Linked DNA regions of Sus scrofa: region 2 is linked to region 1. Evidence: chromatin contacts called from public Hi-C data. All regions are on one chromosome and are shown on one strand. The core of a region is the stretch at or near the end of the contact, and the rest is flanking DNA. Distances in the headings are between cores, read along the strand shown.

Evidence for each region. A called contact is a pair of places that touch in the nucleus more often than the background predicts.
Region 2: a Hi-C map of skeletal muscle shows a contact between it and region 1, with 5 times the contacts expected there. The contact joins the promoter of MTUS1 here to the enhancer-like site in region 1. A contact is called at or near these places in 1 of 5 promoter capture datasets (liver), 5 of 47 Hi-C or Micro-C datasets (liver and skeletal muscle) and 1 of 2 datasets of contacts at active chromatin or transcription factors (skeletal muscle).

What each region holds. Positions count from the first base shown.
Region 1 is chr17:5,464,801-5,470,195 of Sscrofa11.1, forward strand. The region is part of intron 1 of MTUS1 (microtubule-associated tumor suppressor 1); the gene reads right to left. Among named protein-coding and RNA genes, the nearest start is that of MTUS1, 40 kb to the right of the region's middle. Within about 2 kb of position 2,866, at least 12 of the 83 cell types and tissues checked have an H3K27ac peak or open chromatin away from gene starts, as enhancers often do. A contact at or near this core is called in liver and skeletal muscle, where this site is marked.
Region 2 is chr17:5,504,131-5,509,525 of Sscrofa11.1, forward strand. It overlaps MTUS1 (microtubule-associated tumor suppressor 1), which reads right to left and starts at 3,082. Exons shown (of 15, transcript XM_021077995.1): 1 at 2,687-3,082.

The sequences.
Region 1 (5,395 bases), core at 1,616-4,115:
ATATATAAGCAGAATATAAGAATGGTCAGACACAGTTTAAGAAATTAGCTCCCTTGGATTTTTCCTTGTGGCTCAGTGGTAATAACTCCAACTAGCATCCATGAAGATGTGGGTTCAATCCCTGGCCTTGCTCAGTGGATTAAGGATGTGGCGTTGCTGTGAGCTGTGGTGTAGGTCGAAGACTTGGCACAGATCCTGCGTTGCTCTGGCTATGGCATAGGCTGGCAGCTGTAGCTCCAATTCAACCCCTAGCCTGGCAACTTCCACATGCTTTGTGTATGGCCTTAAAAAAATAAATAAATAAATAAAAGGAAATTAGCTCCCTTGTGGCACAGCAGCTTAGGGATCTGGCACCGTCGCTGGAGCAGCTTGGGTAGCTGCTGTAGCACAGGTTCAATCCCTGGCCCGGCAACTTCCAAGTGCCATAGGCACAACCAGAAAGAAAGAAAAAAATAAACTAGCTCAGAAATGTAAGCAAAAGACACACACATGCACGCACACACACACACACACACACACCAAAAAAGGGAGGGAAAAAAAAAAAAAAGGAAGAAAAAGTAGTTTTTTTTCCATTAAGGGTTCATTCAAGTGACCTAGCATTCAACTCATACTGTTATCAGAAAGAGGGGAAAAACAATTTTTTTCTGGTAAAAAAAAAAATTATGAAAGAAATAACCCAAAATCTTCCCAGAGCTATTGGACAAAATTCTCTAAATTGAAGAGGTGCTTTGTGTGGTCTACACAATAAATGAACACAATCTGACCACTGTACATCACTGATACTATAGAACAGCTTGATTACAGCACCAAATAGCAGCCCAAATATGACGGTTATACACAAAGAACTGTCCTCCACACTTTCCATGACTTCTCACATAATCCTTACACAACCGTTCCGAGGCATTAAGTATTATTATCCTCATGTCATACTTGAGGAAACTGAGGCACAAAGAGTTAAATCATTTGCCACAGGTGTGTAGCTAGAAAGTAGCAATGCTAGCCAGTCTGGTTTCGGGGGCCGTCTTTTCCCTAAAAGACTTCCAGAGGCAAAAAGGAAGAAAAGGACTTAGAAAAGACCAGGTATCAGAATGAGACTTTACTGTAGTACTACTGAAAGCTGAAAGACAATGAAGTAATATCATCAAATTTCTGAGAAATTTTCAAACTGGAATTCCAGTCCTGCCAAACCACAAATCAGACGTGAGTGTGGAGAAAGAGGTTCTTGGGCACAGAACGCCTCCCACTCACCTCTCCCATGTGCCTTCCCAGGATGTGGAGATGGAGGGCAGAGGATGAACACTGCTCATGGGAAGAGTTACACCAAGGAGGAGTATCATCAGGGAAAGAAACAGAAAACCCAAAAGGAGAAAAGAGGAAGGAGTGCCCAGAAAGGGCTGAGTGACGACCATGTCCCCAGATGGCATCAGGAAGTCCGAGGTCCATCACGGGCTCGCCAGGAAAAACACAGAGCTAATCAACATCAGAAAGATTTAGCCCATTCATAGACTGAACAGAAAGTACATTTGAAGGATATGAGCTGTTTCTTGCCAGATTTTTTAAGTAAAGAGAAAAAAATAGGTATACAAGAAAGAACATAATATACCACTTGGATCACAGAGATATTATGCACGGTCATGTTTTGATTTAAAAGACGGAAGTAAATAAAAGAAACGGTGATGAGAGAAGAAGCATGACTGCCTCTGAGAACAGAATGGGCTGTTCTTTTATATAATCTTTTTAGCACTACTTATCTTCTTAAACTCTGACCATATAATAAATATTAAGGAATTAGGTAAAAGAATTATTTTGAATCTTTATGATCTATCTTGTTTTCTCCTTCCATTAAGAAGCCTCTCTTGGAGTTCCCGTCGTGGCGTGGCGCGGTAGTTAACAAATCCGACTAGGAACCATGAGGTTGCGGGTTTGATCCCTGGCCTTGCTCAGTGGGTTAAGGATCCGGCGTTGCCGTGAGCTGTGGTGTGGGTCGCAGACGCGGCTCGGATCCCGCACTGCTTTATGCAGCTCGGATCCCACATTGCTGTGGCTGTGGTGTAGGCCAGCGGGCTACGGCTCCAATTGGACCCCTAGCCTGGGAATCTCCATGTGCCAGCAGCCCTAGAAAAGGCAAAAAAAAAAAAAAAAAAAAAAAAAGCCTCTCACCAAATGAGGTTGCTATCTTACAGTTGCTTTTAACTTCCCGAACAGTTTCGCTCTTCTTTGGACTGCCTTTGGGAGAAACCACTGAAGAGGTCAGACAGGGCTCCACAAAGAAACACAAACTTGAGCTGCCAGGCGCCTTTTCCTGAAGCTAAACGAGTGATTTATTCAGCTGCTGCTCTATCCTAGTGGTTCTGGTCGCTGGCCCCTGCCTGTTTTAAGCCAGTATTCACGCTTCAACATTTTCCTGCTATCTCTAGCCACTTTGAAGGCTACCTTTGGACCATATCAAGGTCAAAAGTCAAATTCAGCTCTATTTACACATAAAGGCCCTCTTGTAAAACACATCCTCCCATATTAAAATGTTAAAATGTGCTGGAGTTCCCCCTGTGGTGCAGCAGGTTAAGAATTTGGTTTTGCCGCAGCTGTGGCTCAGATTTGTTCCCTGGCCTGGAAACATCCATATGCCATGAATGCAGCTGAAAAAAAAAAAAAAAAAAAAGAACATTAAAATGTGAAAACATGCATCTTAGAAATGATGAAATACCATAACTTACTAAAACAGAGCTCAATACTTTGTCAAAGTTACTAACTCTCAGGGTTAAAGGAGCCCTTAAAAGTGATCTATGGAATATTAACTCTAATCTGACATTTAAATCCTGTTAAATTGTAATCAACCAAATCTCTGCCATGGTTCTTGGCAGTTCCCATTCCCCTGTCTAGACACTCCCTGTCCAAAGTCATAAAGTGTACTACAGTGTTTGGGGCACACAGTCTCACCTAGGAGACATAAAACCTCAAATAAGTGGCAAAAGACACGTTTATTACTTCTGTCTCACAGAGACGTCTGCATAGGTTGTCCAGGACTAAGGCACCTGGCTATCAAGGACCCAGCTCCACCTTTCTTGTTCTTTGCTGTGCACGACCTCAACCTATAGCCCCAAATAGCACTGTCTGTGTTTCCTTGAACAGGGTAGAAGGGTCAAGAGGCAAAAAAAAGACGAAAGCTACCTCCATATAACTAGCACACCACACAGATGCCAGTGGTCACAGCTTCATCACATGGCCACACCTGTCTACAAGGCAGGCTGGGAAATGGATACTAAAACAGGCTACCTACACCTGGTTGAAAATTCTATAAACATTGACGAGGGGAAAAGTGGAGACTGAGGGACAAATGGCCACCTCTGTGACACTTAGCACAAACCAATGCTCTCCTCAGAGAGCACTGCTCTTCGCTAAGAGAAGAGGTCTGTACTTAGAGGGGCTTGTTTTCTAGAAACCAGGGTGCCTTCAGCTTGGATCCTTTCTGAAAGTGCCTTGCTAGACTCAGGGAAGAAGATATTGGAGAGAGACGGTCTTTTCATCATCACAACGTAGATGTGTTAGTTCTGGCACCTACGGAGGGGGCTTAGAGACCTTTAGGAAAGCCCGTGGACCACTCTGAATAACTCTGATACAACTTAAAATTTTAGTTTCTATCATAAAGATGGTCTAGCAAGCTTTCAGTCTGGTTTCGCTTCATCAATACATAAAATTCCTTCAATATTCTACCCCTTAAGTGTGATTAATAGCAGGTGTGCTTTTGAATCTTGTGCTAAAATTTGCATTCGATACGAAGTTACGGACTGGTAAAAATCACATGATGAATATAATTAGGGATACTATCTGAAATGTGTATTTCGTGTCTACCATGTGCTAGGCAATTAGGTTCTGGGGTGCTGTCGAGTGGGTTAGAAGCACTTGTGTAGAAGTGAGATGTAAGAGAGAGAAATGCCTTCCTAGAGAAAGGATCAATATACAACAGACGTGATGAACAGATCACAACTAGAAATTCGTTTGCCTAGTAAAATCAAGGGACAATATCAGGTGGAAACAAAGTCAGGCAATGCACCAGAAGGAATCCCACTGGTTCTCAAGTGCAAAGGAGACTGGAAGACAGGAACAGTAAGACGCTCGACTGGCTGTGGGTGGAATAAAGGGCAGCCACAGGGTACGATCTAGAGTTCAGCTTCTATTCTGGGAACAGCGAGTCTGCCAAAGCTGTTAGGATGGATACGAACATTCTGGCTTGGCTGAAGTGTGGAAGATGTCCCAGTGAGGAAAGACTGACAGCAGAAAATTATTGGGATGGATCTGAACGAACACAGCAGTGGTGAGAGAGAAAGGAGACAAAAAGCCAAAGGAAACTTAAAAAAGGTTCATCTCTGTGTTTTCTGCACTGAGCAGCAGAGAGCTTGGTGAACAATATGTGACTACTAAATAAGCATTATTTTAAAAAACTACTTCATTTACGAGTGCCCACTATGGCACAGTGGGTTGAGGATCTGGTGTTGCCACAGAAGTGGCTTAGATTCAATCCACGGCCCAGGAACTTCCATATGACCCAGCTGCAGGGAAAAAAAGAGTACTTAATTTATATTAATATTTTTAAATGGAAGCTACGGCAGATAGTATTAAAAAGCTGCATAAATAGTCATATGTTGTATAGTTACAAAAAGGATTTAATAAGCTTTTAGCATAAATTATGTCATAAAATTATCTCTCTTTTTTCTTTAAATAAACTAATACTTGAGTTTAGGATACTAATTCTGGATGCACTAAGAGCTAAAAGGTTTTTAAACCATTTTCAAGCAATAAATAAAGGAGAGATTCAAAGAACGAAAAAGATCTAAGTTAAAATGAATATTGTGTTAAATAAGCATACAGACATATTCAAAATCTGAGGAAAAGTAATTTACTTCTTTCTAAAACATCTCAAATTTAGTTTATAAATGAAAATACTACCCAAGAATAAACACCAAAGAAACTTTGATAAGTTACTTTATCAAAGAAACTTTAATGATCAAACAATTAAAATGATTCCAAAAAAATGTATCACCCCCTTTTCCCCACCTATGCTCAAAACCACATAAGATTTGTATTTAAATTACCTTTAAGGCCTGCATGTCATTAATTAGAATATGTTTATAGGAATCATCAAATATTCCCAAATATCCTAAAAGCAGACCTCGCAAAAAAAATCCCAGGAACAAGACCATTAGCAGGTAACAGAGTGGTGGTGGACAGATGGCATACTATCCACTCAAAACTGGCAAAAAACACACCAGAAAAATAAAACTGTCCACTCAAAACTGACAAAAAACACACCGGAAAAATAAAAGCCGCATTGGGGGGGGGGGCATTTTTACACTGATAAAGATTAAACAATTAACTGATATGCTCTTTAACTTCATGG
Region 2 (5,395 bases), core at 1,832-4,331, 40 kb after region 1:
CAAACTACATAACTGTAGTAAGTCTTTGTTGTAAGTTAACAAGCATAAAGAAAATATTGTGTTTATCTTTGGATGGTGGGATTATTTAACTCATTTACACTTTTTTCCAAATCTACCAATTTTTATACAATGAGCATGCATTACTTTGAAATCATAACAAGGCCAACAGAACAGGGCTATTAAGTGACATGCTTTTTAAAAGCTCAAGTCTAATAACTGCAAGTTTCATTTCCAACAAATACTGAAAGCTAGCATTTTATAATCCTATGAATTGCTGATACATAATTTAAAAATATAGATCTTCTACAGCACTATTTGCTCCACATTATGCTAACTTTAAAAAGAATAGATGGAAAAGTTGGTGCAAGTTAAATATACACTATTTTTTAATTTTTATTTATTTTTTTGGCCATGCCTGCAGCATGAGGAAGTTCCCAGGCCAGGGACTGAACCTGCACCACAGCTGTAATGAGAGCCACAGCAATGATAATACCACAACCTTAACCTGCTGAGCCACGAGGAAACCATTTAAAAAATTTTTATTGGAATATTGCTGACGTAAAAGTTTTGTTGGAGTTCCCGTCATGGTGCAGCAAAATCAAATCCGACTAGGAACTGTGAGGTTGTGGGTTAGACCCCTGGCCTGGCTCAATGGGTTAGGTTCGATCCCTGGCCTCGCTTAGTGGGTTAAGGATCGGGCATTGCCAGTGAGCTGTGGTGTAGGTTGCAGACATGGCTCGGATCTGGCATTGCTGTGGCTCTGGCAGCTGTAGCTCAGATTAAACCCCTAGCCTGGGAACCTCCATATGCCTCGGGTGCGGCCCTAAAAAAAAAAAAGTTTTGTTAACTTCAGGCTTAAAAGTAAATCAGTTATACATATACATCTATCCATTTCTTTTCAGATTCTTTTTCCACATAACTTATTACACAGTATTGACTAAATTTTCCTGTGCAAGACAGTAGGTCTCTGTTACCTGTTTTAAGTATATACTATTTTAAACAAAATTCCAATCCTAAGTATTGCGTTAAAGGATAAGTGAGTACATCTCTTATGAAACACTGTACTTGAGGAAAAAATAAAAGCATTTTATACATCCTAAAGCACTATACAAACAGGGTATCATTGTTTCGATGTAAATTGTCCATCATTTCCTGACCTAATTATCTCTGAAAAAGAAGTTTTTTTTTTTTTCCTACAGAATTGCAATTCCAACCATGCAAATTCCCGGTAGGGTTAACCACACACTGTTATCTGAGGATATCTGAACTCCTTAAGGAGGTCACAGGTTCCCAGGAAGGAGTAACTCTTTTTTTTTTTTTTTTAAATTCCCCTCCCTCCTTCCTTCCACTCCCAACACGTCCACGCCCTTCCTCCAGCCCAAGGGCTGAGGATTTAATGTCAAGATGACTGAATTCATATCACCTGGCAAGACAAACGCTTTCATCTCCCCTGTTTTGCACAAGCCTTTATTTAAACAAACTAAAAACACACTGAATTTCCTTTCTTACTACACTAACTGCTTGAAACACACAGTAGTTAATAGGGCATATGAAACTTTATGCAGGCTAAATGAAGAATTAATCTCTCCATTCCTACTCCAAAATAACTTAGCCCAAGTCAAAATCAACAAATAACAGTAGAAAAAGAAGAGGACAAAGATTTATTTAAGGTAGGTAAACACACAAGTCCATTAATTAGAGTGGTGAAGAGTGGATTTTTCTAAAGCACTAGAAGAGCACAAGGGCACTGCAGGAAGTAATAAGACACGGACAGAGGACCTTGGGAATTGCAGCAACTGCATTAATGCCATATTTTCAGCCCTGATTGCTTATGCTGAGAACTGGCCCAAGCGAACCGCCCAGAGAGAAGGCTGAGACTGCCGGGCCCATGCAGGTCAAGTGTCCGGTGGGTGGCTTCCGGCTGAGGGTACCTGGATGTCAGTCTGCATAACTTACTCGAAGGTAAACCCCTTCGGTCACTTTCAAGGTGACAGCTACCAGATCTGCATCCGTTCCTTTCTCAGGAACTGCCCTGCCTCCACGTGAGACCAGCCCTCCGCAGCCTCCACCTCTTCAACTTTTGCACCCAAGGTTCCAAAATACCTGCCCCCTCCCTCAAAGCGAGTCCTGTCACCCTGTGAGGGTCGCGCCCGGGATCCCCACAACGCACAAGCTGGGCAGCCACACTTAACCCCGCACTTACCCGCAGCGCCTCCGAGCCAACCCCAAGCCCTCCGGGAAGCCGAGACGCAATTCGGGAGACCAGCACTCAGAGGCTGGGCGCCCTTTGGACCGGCGGCGAAGGTGCGCCAGGCCCACCCGGGAGGCCCGAGGTGCAATCAGTGTCCGACGGGCAGTGTCCTGGGGACCCGCTTCTCGCCCCCCACCCCCACCCCTGCCCACACGCCGGCCGCCACCGCAGCTGCCAGGCGGGAACCCGGAGTCCGGGGCGCCCCAACCTCCGCCTCTCAAGCCTCGGGGGTGGAGCCAGGGCGGGGAGTTCGGGAAACTTGTAAATAGCAAAGCTCAACCGCCTCTGCCCCCACCTCCCTGTGCGCCCCCCCCCCCCCCCCCGCAGCACCTTTCAGGAGGCCCAGCCTGAGCGTCGCAGCTGGAGACAAAGGCCAGGCGGAGGCCAGGGGATGCCTGCCCCCCGAGAAACTTGAAAAAACGCGCAGGGCTGTACCTCGGGACGCCAACCCCGGAGGCTACCGCTGCGCTGCGCTCCGCTCAGCTCGGCAGGTTGGCGAACTCTGCTGGCCTGTAGGCTCCCTCCTCTCGCGCTCCCGGGTTGGGATCCCAATGCCGCGCGCGCTCCGGGGCTAAGTACCTACGCGCCCCACGCCCTCCGCGTCCGCTCTGGTCCGAGATGCACCTGTTGCCACGTGCACTCCGGACCCGGGGCTGCTGCCTGCGCACCTGGCTGAACCATAGGTTCCAGACCACGCAGGTTCCCGCAGGCGACTTGAGCCTGGCGGTGCACAGACCTGGGGCCCCAAACCTGGCCGGCTGCCGAGAGGATCTGCCTTCTGCTCTGCTCTTGCCACCTGTGTTTTCCTGCGAGCTCTGTCTTCCCGCTAGCGACGGGGCAGGGCCGAGAGGGCGGGCAGGGTAGGGGTAGGAGGGGGAAGTTTGGCAGAATTATCTGGGCGGAGGTTTGCAAGGAACCAGCGGTGATTGCCTCTTCAGAGTGTCCGACTCCCGCTCAGTATTGTCTTCGTGCTCCTTAGAGATTTGCTAGCAAACACCTATTAAGGGTTAAAGCAATGAGTTCCCGCTGTTAGATCTTTGAATAAAAAGTGGAGAGGAGAGTAGAAAGCCTGGAGAGAAAAAGCCGGACCCACTTTTCTCTAAACACAAGTCCCTCTTTTTTGCTAAACTCAACAGATTTCATTCATAGCTATTAGAACTATAAAATATTTTCATCTATAGGAATAGTTTTAATACAATGCTTTTCCAAAGATGCTAGTCCACCTATGAGATGTAACATTATTGAACCTTTAAATGTCAGTCAACCTGAGTCCAATTTTTTTTTTTTTTTTTTTTTTTTTTAGGGCCGCACAGGCGGCATAAGGAGGTTCCCAGGCTAGGGGTGGAATCAGAGCTACAGCTGCCGGTCTATGCCACAACCACAGCAACGCCAGATCCCAGCCAGGTCTGCAACCTACACCACAGCTCACACAAGGCAGGATCCTTAACCCACTGAGCGAGGTCAGGGATGGAACCCACAACCTCATGGTTCCTAGTTAGATTCATTTCTGCTGCGCCAGGATGGGAACTCTGCTAAAAGCTTAAGAGAATACCGTAACTGATAAAAATTTTCTGTGCTATCAATATCAGATCAACTAAGGTATATGTTGCCATTTACAGTGGTAAAGTGTTTTCATGTCTACAACATTCCATCATTTCCTCAACAAGACCTAGGAGTTTACAGGTCAGATTATTACTTCCATTTTTTCAAGTGAGGAAACAAGCTCAGAAAGGTCAAGTGCATTTGCTCAAGGTCACACAGCCAGTGAGGGGCAAGTGCAAACCCGGTAGACCCAACTCCTAATCTTTTTATTGTTATCACCTGATGACAATTCTTTGGGATTATTTGAAAAGAGATGCAGCATTAAACACCATTGAGTGGTTCTCCCTTATGCAAAAGCACCAAAAAATAAACTAACACAAAACAAAGCACTTTTGTTTCTGCAAGTCATGAGGCAAATATGCTAATTAGCAACATGCCTCCTCCCTAAGCAGAATACTCCTAGTGTTAAACATATCATTTAATCTTTATAACCCTGTTGTGACCCAGATGACTTGGTCCAACCCCCTCACAGTTCTATTGTGTGGCTTAGTTATATCTATAAACATAGAACCTGTTTTGCTTCATTTTTTCGTGGTATAGATTGAAGAGGGAAAAAAAAACAGAGAACAAATAAGCCCTCTCCTAAGTATTTAGAAGCAACTTTTGTGGCCACAGGGGAATTGAAACTTAGCTTCTAATTGCATCCACAGGAAAACATAAGTTACCTTCTAGGGACATCATCTGGGACTCTGTCAAGGCAAATATGCTTGAAATGGGGCCTGCTGACTTTCTCTCCATCTTGGTTCTGGGCATGTGGCCATGTTCTTGATCTCTGAACTCTAGTGTTGACCTGCTACAGACTCCGGGAACAATTCTAAGGGTGATAATAACCCTACATAATTTTGTGGCGGTTTGTCCAAAAAAAATTTTTTTTTAAACACACAATTTTATTTCTCCATTAGAAAAATGCAAATTAAAACTACACTGAGACCATTTTTCACTTCTCAGGTTGACAAAGATTAGAAAGTTTTATAATCCTAGCGTGTTGGCAAAAGTGTGGAGAAGCAGGCAGTCACAATGCAGATGTGGATGTAAACTAGAATGACCTCCATCATGGGCAATTCACAATACCTAAAAAAATGTTAAAGGCACATAGCCTTTGCGCTAGTAAGTCTACCTATGACAACTTATCTTACAACACGTGTGAGAAGTGGCAGGTGTACGTAAGTTTGTTTCAGCATTTTCTATAACAAAAGATTGAAAAAAGTACATTCATTAATAAAAGAATAGTAAGTTATGATACAGCCATAAAATTATATCCTATTAAAGACTTTAAAAAAAAAAAAATGAGGAATTCCTGCTGTGGCACAGTGGGTTAAGAATCTAGCAGCTGCAGCTCAGATTCAATCTCTGACCCAGGAACTTCCATTTGCCTCAGGTTCAGCCAAAAAAAAAAAAAAAAAAAGTAAGAAATCTCTTTGAGCTTTTATGAAATTTAAACAGGAGGGAAGTGGGCAGGACACAGCACTTAAAGAATGACTTAGCCCTTAAGGATACAACAAAAACTGGTTAGAACCAACTGGATCCAGATGGCAGAAGATT